3 separate regions of the Zea mays genome follow, and all the other regions are linked to region 2. A link is a contact called in public Hi-C data. All regions are on one chromosome and are shown on one strand. The core of a region is the stretch at or near the end of the contact, and the rest is flanking DNA. Distances in the headings are between cores, read along the strand shown. Region 1 holds the start of LOC100276129. Region 2 holds the start of LOC100280862. Region 3 holds the start of LOC100282763 (Ribosomal protein L1p/L10e family-like).

The links. A called contact is a pair of places that touch in the nucleus more often than the background predicts.
Region 1: a contact with region 2 is called in a Hi-C map of ear, with 4 times the contacts expected there. The contact joins the promoter of LOC100276129 here to the promoter of LOC100280862 in region 2. A contact is called at or near these places in 2 of 25 Hi-C or Micro-C datasets (ear and leaf).
Region 3: a contact with region 2 is called in a Hi-C map of leaf, with 3 times the contacts expected there. The contact joins the promoter of LOC100282763 here to the promoter of LOC100280862 in region 2. A contact is called at or near these places in 6 of 25 Hi-C or Micro-C datasets (ear, leaf, root tip and 1 more).

What each region holds. Positions count from the first base shown.
Region 1 is chr9:72,648,768-72,652,409 of Zm-B73-REFERENCE-NAM-5.0, forward strand. It overlaps LOC100276129, which reads right to left and starts at 2,305. Exons shown (of 4, transcript NM_001367839.1): 1 at 2,146-2,305; 2 at 1,960-2,060. The coding sequence starts at 2,148.
Region 2 is chr9:72,405,188-72,409,301 of Zm-B73-REFERENCE-NAM-5.0, forward strand. It overlaps LOC100280862, which reads right to left and starts at 2,501. Exons shown (of 3, transcript NM_001367144.1): 1 at 2,247-2,501; 2 at 1,947-2,138; 3 at 1,152-1,844. The coding sequence starts at 2,465. The coding sequence ends at 1,293.
Region 3 is chr9:72,206,349-72,210,301 of Zm-B73-REFERENCE-NAM-5.0, forward strand. LOC100282763 (Ribosomal protein L1p/L10e family-like) reads left to right here and starts at 2,150. Exons shown (of 10, transcript NM_001374368.1): 1 at 2,150-2,791. The coding sequence starts at 2,228. LOC109942288 reads right to left here and starts at 537. Exons shown (of 3, transcript XM_020544178.1): 1 at 492-537; 2 at 1-101. The coding sequence starts at 537.

The DNA.
Region 1 (3,642 bases), core at 1,055-3,554, 240 kb after region 2:
AAGGGCAGTAGGGGAGAGGTCAGTGCGGGGAGGTCCCTGGTTGATTTTGCTGCGATGGCTGTCAGCCAGGAACCCTGTACTGGATCTTCCTATAAACTGTAGCGGGTTTTCGGAAGCTAGTGGAACTTTGTAAAGGCCTCGTAGTGGATCCCTAGCCATTCACCTCGGTAGTGTCTAAGGGCCTTGCAAACCCAGGCAACATGGGATACACGACTTGTGGGTAAAGATGCGCAACCTCTGCAGAGTGTAAAACTAGTATACTAGCCGTGCTCACGGTCAAGAGCGGCTCGGACCCTCACATGATTAATTATGGAACTTAAATTCAATTTGACATTTGCATCGCATTTGGGATTATTTTACTATTACTGTTCTTTATTATTATTAAGGTTTGGTATTTACTTACACTTAGTAATTGCTAATAAAATTTTGACCAACTTATAAAAGCAATGCTCAGCCTCAACCTCTGTTTCATTGATCAGCCTTACACTACATGAACTCCCACCTTTGGTGAGTTCATGCCACATTATTCCCCACGACTTGTTGAGCTATGAACGTATGTGAGCTCACTCTTGCTGTCTCACACCCCCCCCCCCCCCCACAGGAGAAGAACAGGTGGTCGAAGAGGAGCCGCCTAACACTGAGGAGTTCGATCTGATCTAGGTGGCGTGTCTCGGTCGACATTGGCGCCGACGATCCTTAGTTCGTTTTATAATTATTCTTTTATTTTGTAATAAGCCTTCCGCTATGTAATAAATACTCTGATGTTTTGTGACATTTATCTCTATACACTCTGTTATTATATATGTTGTCTTCTTTGGCGCATGTATGAGATGCACCTGGCTTTGTTCCTTAAATCCGGGTGTGACATCGAAACTGTAGGCACTTGAGCACAAATTGATGGAAATACATTGCGTTGAAATTGAAATGTAAATCAAGATCAAAATCAAAGCAGAAATGCACAACACATGATGGGTACGCCAGCATGTGATATTTGACCAAAGAAAACAAACATAAGATTAAATTTGGGAATTTAGACAAGCACAATAATATACAGGGAGATCCTCATGTAACTGAAAGTAACCATAAGATTAAATTAGGACTTTAAAAAAACAATATTACATGAGGAGAGCCTTCTTGTACTGAAAGTGCTGGATATTATCTTTATAGATTTCTTAGTACAACTGTTAGACTAGGAATGATAGTTCTGTTAGGCAATGAATTCACACACATAAAGGAAGAAACAAATAGTCAGTTGCATTCACAAAAAGTTTCTTCAAGAGTTGGTCAGGGTCAGCACCACAGACTCGGTTAATCAAGGTACCAGGCAGCAGTTTGTGTATGCATAGTCAGACAAGGTATGTGTGTTTTTCTCCAATAAATAGTTAATTCTACTAACAAAGTTATATGGTGCATGTTCTATTTCAGCAAACAACTTACCAACCCAGTATAAAAAGATTCAACAGGTCAAAAAGGAAATCCCTCTGAAACAAGCACCAGAGTTAAATGCTACTATACTCCAAAATGCCCATCAGGTTCCACTGGTTGCTGTTGCAACTTCAAAATCACCCCAAAATGCCACAGGCAAGAATGTTCTCATCAAACCTAAACCCACACTCCAATTCATGAAAACAGTAAGCACCAACCCCTGTGTGCCATCCAACATTACAGAAACACCCACGGCGACTAATAATAATCCATGACTGTCCCACCATGAATGGAGTTTTCCCCTAGCAGCATAGAAAATAGATGCTAAAACTCGACAGCTAAATACATCAGATGAGGGCAACAGATGAGATCTCCAATCGGAACGAGCGGGCAGGTCAATACACCCTACCAATAAACTCAGCAGACACGAGGCATGTGCGGGTAAACACATCAGATCAGGGCACCAGGCAAGTGAATGACTCGTCTGCCAAATCCGCAAGGTACAGTAACAGATGACGGACGAACAGGACTCACATGAAGAAGGAGGCGGTGAACATGAGGCCTACGGATACCATGACGACGGCCAGCGTCGGGTACCACTCCACCGGCACGGGGCTCGAGATTGCCTTCGCCGCCTGCGACACGAATCCCCTGGGTCAGCACAGCGGGCTCCCAAGCAGAACCCTGGATCTACGCAAGAGAAGGCAGTGGAGAGTTCACCATTCCGTGAGATCTGCTGCCGCTGTAGTCGCCGCCCGCTCCGCCTGCCTCGTCGCCCCCTTGTCGCCGCCGCGATGCACAAACAACTTTGTGACGACCAGAGCCAAATGGATCCGTCCGGGACGATCGCAAGTTTTAGTGGGCTTCGGATCCGAATAATGGGCTGCCGCATGGTTACGTCCCTGTTTGTTTTAGCTTTTTTTTGGGCTTCTGACCACCAAAAGCTGTTGCGGACTGCCAAACGCTCAGCTTTTCAGTCAGCTTCTATAAAATTCGTTTAGGTAAAAATCATTCAACATCAACATAAACATATAATCGGTTGAATCGTTGCAATAATAGGAATCTGTCACTTTCTAGATCCTGAGTCCTATGGACACATTTATCTTCTTCCGCACGTAATCCTAATGATACTCAGATTCTCTACACAGCTAGATTCTTCCCACAGCCAGATTCTCAGAAAAGTTGGTCAGAAAAAAGCTGAACCAAACAGACCCTACGGACAGGAAACAAAAACAACGGTTTGTTCCTTTTATGGGATAGCCCAACGGGCCAACGAGCCTCACAGACAGGCCTCTTGAGCAACTGGAGTATCAAAGACCCATTGACCGACAAAAAATGATCTATACAGATAGCTAGTGCTAGGACTTAGAGGGTGTTTGAATGTACTAGAACTAATAGTTAGTTGCTAAAATTAGCTGTCGGTGTTTTGGGTCCGACCGCACACCCGGGGTTGCCCCTCAAGATGTTTCTAGGAGTAGGACGCTGTCGACGACTGTAGCAAAATGGTTCGTGCCGATCGCACGAGGGACAGTGGACAAGATTTACAGGTTCGAGCCGCTTAGAGATGTGTAATACCCTACGTCCTGGTGAGTATGTGAGCGTGGTTACAAGAGGGCTCTCTGGATTGAAGACACAGAGAGTTGATGTGGGTGGCTAAGTAAGATAGGGTCGATCGTTCTAAAGGGGTGCCCCCTAGGCCTTATATACTCGACCGTGGGGCAGTACATGGGGATATGATAACAACAAGTAGCTAAAAGGTAGTGAACCTCTTGAGTTTATCCCTATGTAACCCTCGCCGACTTATCCTCGCATGGCTCCGTTGCATGGGGCTTCAGCGCGGGAAAGTCGGGTCTCTGTTGCGATTTACTCGCTCAACGTTGTGGGCCATCCGGGCTTGCACCAATCCGGTATCACGTCGCTCTGCCTTGTTGGTTGTTTCTTCCCAGGCCCACGAAGGAATGACCTCATGATTTATTGGGCCCTTAGGCCTTTCGTGAGGTCTTTTACTCCTTTAGTGGACCCGGGGGATATCTATCCCCCACAAGCCCCCGATCTTTGGGTTAATTTAGAAGTAATCAGCCCAAAGATCCCAGGTCCAACTTGCGGGTGTTTTGAAGAAGAACGTCTTCCTGCTGTCTTCTCTTGCTCCGATCACTCATTTGACCGAGGCTTGGTTTCATGCTTGTGCCTTGGAGGTCGGCATTTCAATTTTGTAGG
Region 2 (4,114 bases), core at 1,251-3,750:
GGTATCAATACAATATAAATTCTGATAGTGCTCGTATGTTCATTATGTAATAAATATGTGGATGGGCAACGCATCTCGTGCATATAAACTCTTATTTTATGAATGATGAAGACGTGTTCTTCATAACCTTCGGCTGAAGATCATTATATCCAAAAGGAGATAATGCTTCGAAGGATGAAGGTCCTTAACATTTAACAATTGTGTTGTCTTGTTCTTGATTTACAGTAGTTGAAAACAAGTGACCATCTGGCGTCTTCTAATGATTTGAGCTTATCGATCGGTTTGGCCTCGATCCACTTGGTGAATTTATCTGTCGCTACGGTCAGGTGGGTGCAGCTCCTATGCGCTTGCTTGAAGGGCCCGACCAAGTCCAACCCTCAGACCGCAAATAATGGCTAGGTGACCGGTATGGTTTGGAGGGCTTGGGCTGGCACGTGTGTCTGTCGTGTGTAGTATTGATAGCCTTCACAAGATTGGACAACCTCATTGGCAAACCTAACCATCTTTACAATTACAAACCCAAACTATGCTATGTCTACCAATTGTGCCATTGAAAACAATAAACTCTAGGCTAGTTTGGTGATAAAAGAATTAGAAGGGATTTATAAAAGAAGAAATTCTTTAGGATCCATAAAAGAGAAAAATACTTGCTATACTAAATTGAAGGGCTAGTTTAGAAACTATATTTTTTAAGTGATTTTTATTTTTCCAAGGAAAAATAAACTAATTTCTCTTGGAAAAATTAAAATCTCGTGGAAAAATCTGGTTTCCAATCTAGCCCGAATAGCAAGGATTTTTTCCATAGATCATTTACAGTTCCCTTGTCACCAAACCCAGCTTTTACCCAGGCCCCTTCCGGGCACATCCACAGCCAAATCTAAGAAATGTCACTCGATAACATCTGGTTGGGGTGAAACAAACACGGCCATAGATTAATCTTTAATCGCTCAGTTTAATTTATTTGTTTCTTTCAACTGCAATAATAGAATGAGTACCTTTTTCGTGAAGCTTGTTCAAACGAGACTTCGGAAAAGAGCTCTATTATTCACAGTCGATACATGTATTGTTCTAAAGGATGGTTTCAATGGAAAAAAATATAGAACAGGAAAAACGCCTATATGTATATGGCGTGAACATCAAGCATTTTAAGATTGTCTTAATTATTTTCACTTGTATCATGCCCAGGAACCAAAGACTTGATCTTGGAACGAAAGGGAAAGATACGGTTTAGTGCTTTGTTTCAGAATTCAGACAACTCCCCCTGTCATCCCGTCTCTGAATGCAAGCCATTCTCAATTCACCTTCCGGCAGTTGAATCTGACCTCCGTCGGCGTTCCGGCCGCCGGCGCAAGACCGCCCATCTTCACCATCGCCTTGGCAAAGTCGGTGGCGAACATGCGGGCGTTGCCGCTGTACTTCCTGACCAGCGCATCCTGCGGCCCGCCGTTGAAGAGCTCCTGGTCCGAGTGCAGCAGGCCGCGCTGCGCCATCAGGTTCGTGTAGTAGGCGTTGTCGAAGGCGTCAGGCGTCTGGTCGTCGAACGGCGCGAGGTTGCCGTCGCCGCCGCTCTGCGGGCACGTCTGCTGCCGCGCCGCCGCGAAGGAGGCGTTGACGTTCTGGTCGGTGTAGATGCGCCCGCGGAAGAAGAGGCAGCGCGCGCGCCCCACGGTGTGCGCGCCGGAGAGCGCCGTCATGTCGCGCGCCGAGAGCCCCTTGGCCGCGAACGCGGCCACGAGGGACGCGGCGCCGGAGCCCGGGCCCGGGAGGTTGGCGTTGGCCGCGCTCTGGCTCGCCGCGCGCGAGTCCTTCCGGCCGAGCTGCACGTTCCATGTGGGGCCTCCGAGCTGCATTGCATTGCATTGCGTGCGGATCAGCGTCGGTTCTGGACACTGGATTATTACGGTCGTGTTGTTGTTGTGTTAGCAGCAACAGACGAACTAACTGACCAAGTCCACGGCGTCACGAGACGCCAAGGCGACGATGTCGGCGCACGACACGGTGCCCTTGCAGGCTGCTTCGACCTGCGTCTTGATGGCGTCGATCACCTCGTACCCGCGGACGGAGTTGGTGTTCGCTCCGGCGTTCTTCTCGCCGGTGAACGTCGAAGTGTCATCCAGGAGGATGGACGCGTCACAACCCTGCGCGCGCACATGCATGTCAGTGGTTCCGCGCACTGCACACTGACGTCTGATGAGTGGCAGCCTAGGCTAACCGGATGGCAATATAGGATATTAAATGTGACCGACATTGACGAAACAGTCGTGGAAGAAGAGGCGGATGATGGAGGCGCCCATCCTGGGCTCCTTGGCGACCGCCTGCTCCATCACCGACCGCACGATGGCGGCCACGCTGGGGCACGACTTGGCGTAGAACTTGGTCGAGAGCTTCCCATGGCCATGGGACGGAAGAAGCAGGCAGAGCAGCAGAGTAAACAGAGCAACGCTTCTAGCCAACGACGTGCCCATTTCTGGCTCAGCCCACTACGTACTGAAGCAGAGCAGGAAGTGACACTGCCCATTTTTGTGGATTTATAGCGCTGGACCGCCCGTACACGCTACAATCTGTTGCTCGTGGTGTACGCCGCTATTGACGGCAGTGATTGGTGGACGGCTGGACGCTCATGGTGGCCTTGGTTGCGGTTGTGCGCGGCGCACCACCGTGCCAGGCATGAGGCATCCAGCACCGGCCGGCGACGGAGCGGGCGCATCAGGCTGGGTCGGTCCTGGCTTTGGGGGAACAAAGCGGGAGGGTGACCCTGGAACCGCGGTTGCTTTGCGCTCTCTTTCCTGCCTGCCGTCTTTGCGTGCAGTGGGAAGGTTCGGAACATGATAGAAAGGTACCTAAAACCCTGCATTTTAGATGCTTTTTTGCTTGCGACTGTATAGTGGGTGCCTCCTGCCTCGGTTCATTGCTCAATCCGGTCTTCGGGCGTTATAGAAGGATACTCTAAGCATTCTGACGAAGCATTGCTAGGTCTCCATTCGCCATATTATTCGTGATTTCTGACCATACTTCTGTCCAAGAAGGATGTAATTATAGGTCACGTGCTAGTTAAAGTGGTTCGTGTTCAACCAAAATTCAATTAAATACTATTCACATTTAACATGTTAGATTAATTTACAATGAAACTATATTTCATAATTAATCTAATAATATTTATTTGCTATTACAATATCAATCTCAGTTAGTGTTTTACGAAAGTTTCATGGGTATTACATATGATGACATAACGTTATATTGATAAAAAAAATAGATGATAAAAGTTTTATAAGAGCGGAGAGAGTTTCGTGTGGGCAAAACTCTTCTGCACTCTTTCTAAAATATATGTGTTATAAACTAGGACATACAATCCTTAGTAAGATTGGTTAAGATATTAATTATTTTTTATTTATAATTGATCAAACTTAATATAATAAAACATGATGTTTTCTAAAAAATTGGGACTGTTGATCATTTGTTCTCAAATGCTGTAAATCAAGAACAAGATAACATAATTGTTAAAATCCAAGGACCTTCGTCCTCCGAAGTATTATCTCCTATCGGATATAATAATCTTCAGACGAAGGTCATGAATGACATGCCTTCACGATTGATAAGAATTAAAATACATAAAGGCATTGAATGTAATCTATTGACTCATACACATATATATTTCATAATACACACATGAGCATTAGCAGAGTTTATATTACATTGATACCTTCGGTTTGTTCGAAGGTGAAGACACCAGAAGATGATTACAAATCAGCGTGAACAGTACGGTGCAACTGTTCATCTATTTATAGGCACGAGACACAGCCCGAGTAAAAGTACATTTATGCCCTTGAGTATCACCTATAGGCATAACACGAATCATTAAGGATTGAATAGTCTTTGTCCCTTTTCGGTTATCATCATATTAAATCTTCGTCGCCACATCAAGCCGAAGCTCTTCGGCTATAGCTTCGTCGTCCATTCTAATTACCTTCGGGCTACATCTTCACCCTACCACGACAGAAAACCTTCATTCTTAAGCCGAAACCCCCCTGAAACGATCCATGTCATACTGAAAACATATGGTTAGTCTCGTTTTTGAGGACCTTCGGAAGAGGAAGGCCCCCAACAGGGACATTTG
Region 3 (3,953 bases), core at 900-3,399, 200 kb before region 2:
CACCATACGATGGTTAAGCCATTCGTCTCCTATCTTATTTCGTAACTCAGTTTTAAAGATATTCATAGATGAGAAAGCTCTCTCCACAGATGTTGTTGCCACTGGTAAAATCAAAGCTAATTCAATGAGACGATATACAAATGAAAAAACAACATGCCTGTCACTCTGAACCATTCTCACAGCAAGATCACTTAAGTCATTGCAACTTAGAAAATCTGGATCAGCTCTCATATCAATAATGAATATCTTAAGTTGGTCTTTCAAAACTATGCAATTATATGTAGAGAAGTCCACATCATACAGTTTAGCAAGCTCAATTAACTTATCTCCATCAAAATTGGCAAAAGAATTTCATGGATCAAGGCAGGCAATGCATCTCAATAATTGGGTAGATCTTTCACCAAAACAGTTGTTCAACTCCACAATAAGTTGGTCAAGCACCACATTAAATATTTCATGTTTCAAGTGATGATGGTAAGTTATAAACTGACCTCCACGACCTCTTGAGCGACCTCTAGCAGTGGTTGTATCCAACATGTTTGGCACAATGATATTTGTTGTTTGAATAGATAACAGTAAAAACAAAAGGCAACATCTTTGGTAACACTATACTCTAACCAATTATGGTTCTTGAACCATGAATCATGAAATCTTCTTTGTCGGTCTCCCATCTTTTTTAGGATATATATGGCCAATTGGTTGACATGGACCCTGTAACAAATACTCTCTTCTAACAGCATCCCTAATGTTAACATCGTATTCATCAATTGGTTTTCTAAGCCCAGGATCAACAACTATATCGAATACCTGCTCAGAAGGTGGAATTTCTTGCTCTTGTTCATGTGAAGTTGCAATTTCTTGGGCTTGATTGTTACAGGTTCCGGTTTCCACTATTGGTTGAGAATTGAGGTTTGATCTTGGATGCACATTAGGCACGACGGGTGTGAGAGCTGGAGAGAAAAATGACCATAATGTTCTATGCCTCTTCTTCATTTTGATTTTTATCGGCTCCTTGTATTGTATCTTCTATAAAACATCTAATTAAAGCCTTAAAAGTTAAAGGGATTGAACACTTGAAATCTTCTACATGCTATTTCAAGTTTTCAACGGACGACGCGAGTACGCGACGGCAGAGGGCGTAGAGGGGAGATGGCAGATGAGCTCGGCGGGCCAGCGGCGGACTGGGTGTATGGGAGGAGGACGTCGCGTCGCCGAGAGGGGAGATGGGCAGATGGCGCCGCCGACTCGCCGAGAGGACTGGGCGTCTCACGTCTGGGCGACGGACTGGGCGTCTGCGCGGGCGAGGCCAGACCGGCAGGCGCCAGAGGCCCAAAGGGCGCGACGGCAGGCGGCAACAGAGGCGGCGGCACGACGCGACGAGCACTCCACGATGGCCGCCTAGGGTTCACGAGCTCTAGGCTGTGCCGACTATTCTAAAAAAATATTGGGCCTGCATCTCGAACCGTGGCCCAGGCGGCCATGGGCCTGGGTCCACCCCTGGAGAAAAGACACCTGAGGAAAAAAAGGACAACCAACCAAACCATAGCCAAATTGCACGCGTAACAATAGGTGAAATTGACTTTAAGGCATGTTTAGTTCGTTACCTCAATTGCCACACTTTACTTAACTTTTCTGTCTAAGATTAGTTATTCAATTCGGACGACTAACCTTAGACAAAGTGTGACACATTTAGGGGCTGTTTGGTTCGTGGCTAAATGTGCCACACTTTGACTAAAGTTAGTCGTTCGAATTGAAGAACTAACCTTAGACAGAAAAGTTAGACAAAGTGTGACAACTTAGGCATCAAACCAAATAGATCCTTAGCCACAAATCAAACATGCCCTTAAGGTCTGTTTGGTTCACTGTCTAACTTGCCACACTTTGCCTAACTTTTCTGCCTAAGGTTAGTTCTTCAATTCGAACACCTAACCTTAGGCAAAGTGTGGCGTAGTTAGCCACGAACCAAACAGGCCCTTAGTCTTCCACTCATACTCAGGCTGGGCCGTCTCAAGATGGGAACATTCTCTCCATCAACGAAATAAGCCCGAGATAGACAAACACTCGGGCAACCGACCCACCATGATAGGAACTACCCAACAAAGTAGACACAGCCCACTTGCTTAACGCGAGAAACCCTCCTCCTCCCCCCATTTCCTACATCTTCCAGACTAAAACCCCAGGCCTCGCGAGTCGCCGCCGACCGCCGCAACCACGCGCTACGCCCCCGATGGCTCACCTCCGGCTCCTCTTCTCATACTTGCGGCGGAACCCGCAGCGCCACCGCCTGCTCTCACTCTTCCACTTCTCCTCCGACGCCAAGTCCAGCTCCGCCTCGCCGCCGCCTCCTCCCATCAAGCCCGTCTCCTACGCTCCGAAGCCGCAGCAGCAGGCCCCGCCCGAGGAGTCTGCCGCCCCGACAACCCCAGACGTTGCCCCTAGGGACCAATCCCCACTGCCACGACGGCCTCAGCAGCCGATGCCGCCGCGGGAGTGGACGCGGCAGGATATGCGGTACGTGAAGGACGCGGCGCCCGCGATCTCGCCCGTCTCGTACCCGTCCAGGGTCGCGCCGCTGCCGGAGGACCGTCCGGTCGGCGGCGAGGTGGAGGAGGTGCAGGACGGGGGGCTGCAGGGGGAGTCGGAGCGGATCCAGATGAACGCGGCGCGTCCCACCAGGAGCGTCTTTGGGATGCACGAGGAGGATAGGCTGCCGTACCCGACGGTCATACCCGTCGTCAAGCGGCCGCAGAAGGTCGCCATTGATTTAATCGACGCCATCCGCCTAGTTAAGGTCTGTTATGATTTTGATTTATCTCCACAATTCAAGTAGTGTCCATAATGTTGACCTTGAGAGGAGGATTCCCTCTGACTTTGTTTCATTTTGGCATGCTAAGAATTGGAATTAGAAAACAATGAACTGTGTGATTTTTGTAATGGCAGAACTAGGTTTCTGATTGCAGCTCTAGCTTATATTTTCACGTAAAGTCAAATAGGACGTGTCTCATGCATTTCACATGCTACTATGGTTGTTAAAACCGTGGCTAGGCCATAGAATCACATGGCTTACGAACCCCACTTTGATTAAAAGAATCGAGTCATATCTGATATAGTTTCTGAAGAGTTGCTCTCCAAGTAGTAAAACCCATTAGAATCATGCTCCAGATTGATCGTCGTGTTGCGATATCACCTGCTCCTAGGAGCTATGTGGCCACCTGGGTGCTTTAAGCTGCTTCACCCTTGAGATGTTAAGTGTCACCATCCCCAATTGTTTCACAGCTCCTGTGCTCACATGCTCCAAGGAGCACACATCTGCTGTGGCAGTGCCGACTGCCTGAGGTAATTTCTGAGGAAACAAATAAAGAGAGTTTTTTTTTCTAGATTTTACATTGATTCTACTATTCTGATCCTACCATTGAGTCTCTGATTTAGTCTACAATCTTTGATTTTGGCATCATTGGATGCTGCACTGGGTGAATGAAACCTGAACTGCAATTTTTAGAGTCATATAATTTGTACTGCTGATCCACAACAGTCAGTTGGATTGACTGTTTCATGACCCCAGTACTGTGATTTTGCATGGATGCTTCCTGGTTTAAGATAATAACATATCCCATGGCCCAAACGCCTGGCATGTACTTTTGGGTTGCATGTGATCGAAGATGATCTGGAAGTGTCAAAAGTCAATTCCTCTCATGTTTATTGCCATCATAGCTTGTGATGTATTGTGCTTGAAGTCTGCTATGGTGGGTCGTTCACACCTGTAACAAGTTTGGAAGCTTCCGTTGTGGGAAAAATGGTCTGTAGTTTTAGTTTTGAAGATAGTTTGTAATTAGTGCCTTTTGAGAATGATGTCACTTCCAATTCCAGAGGACCATGTAATAGTGCTTGTGAGAATAGTGATGGTTTTGACAGAGGCTGACCATCTTTTTCTACCTGAAAGTCTTTCTTTTGTG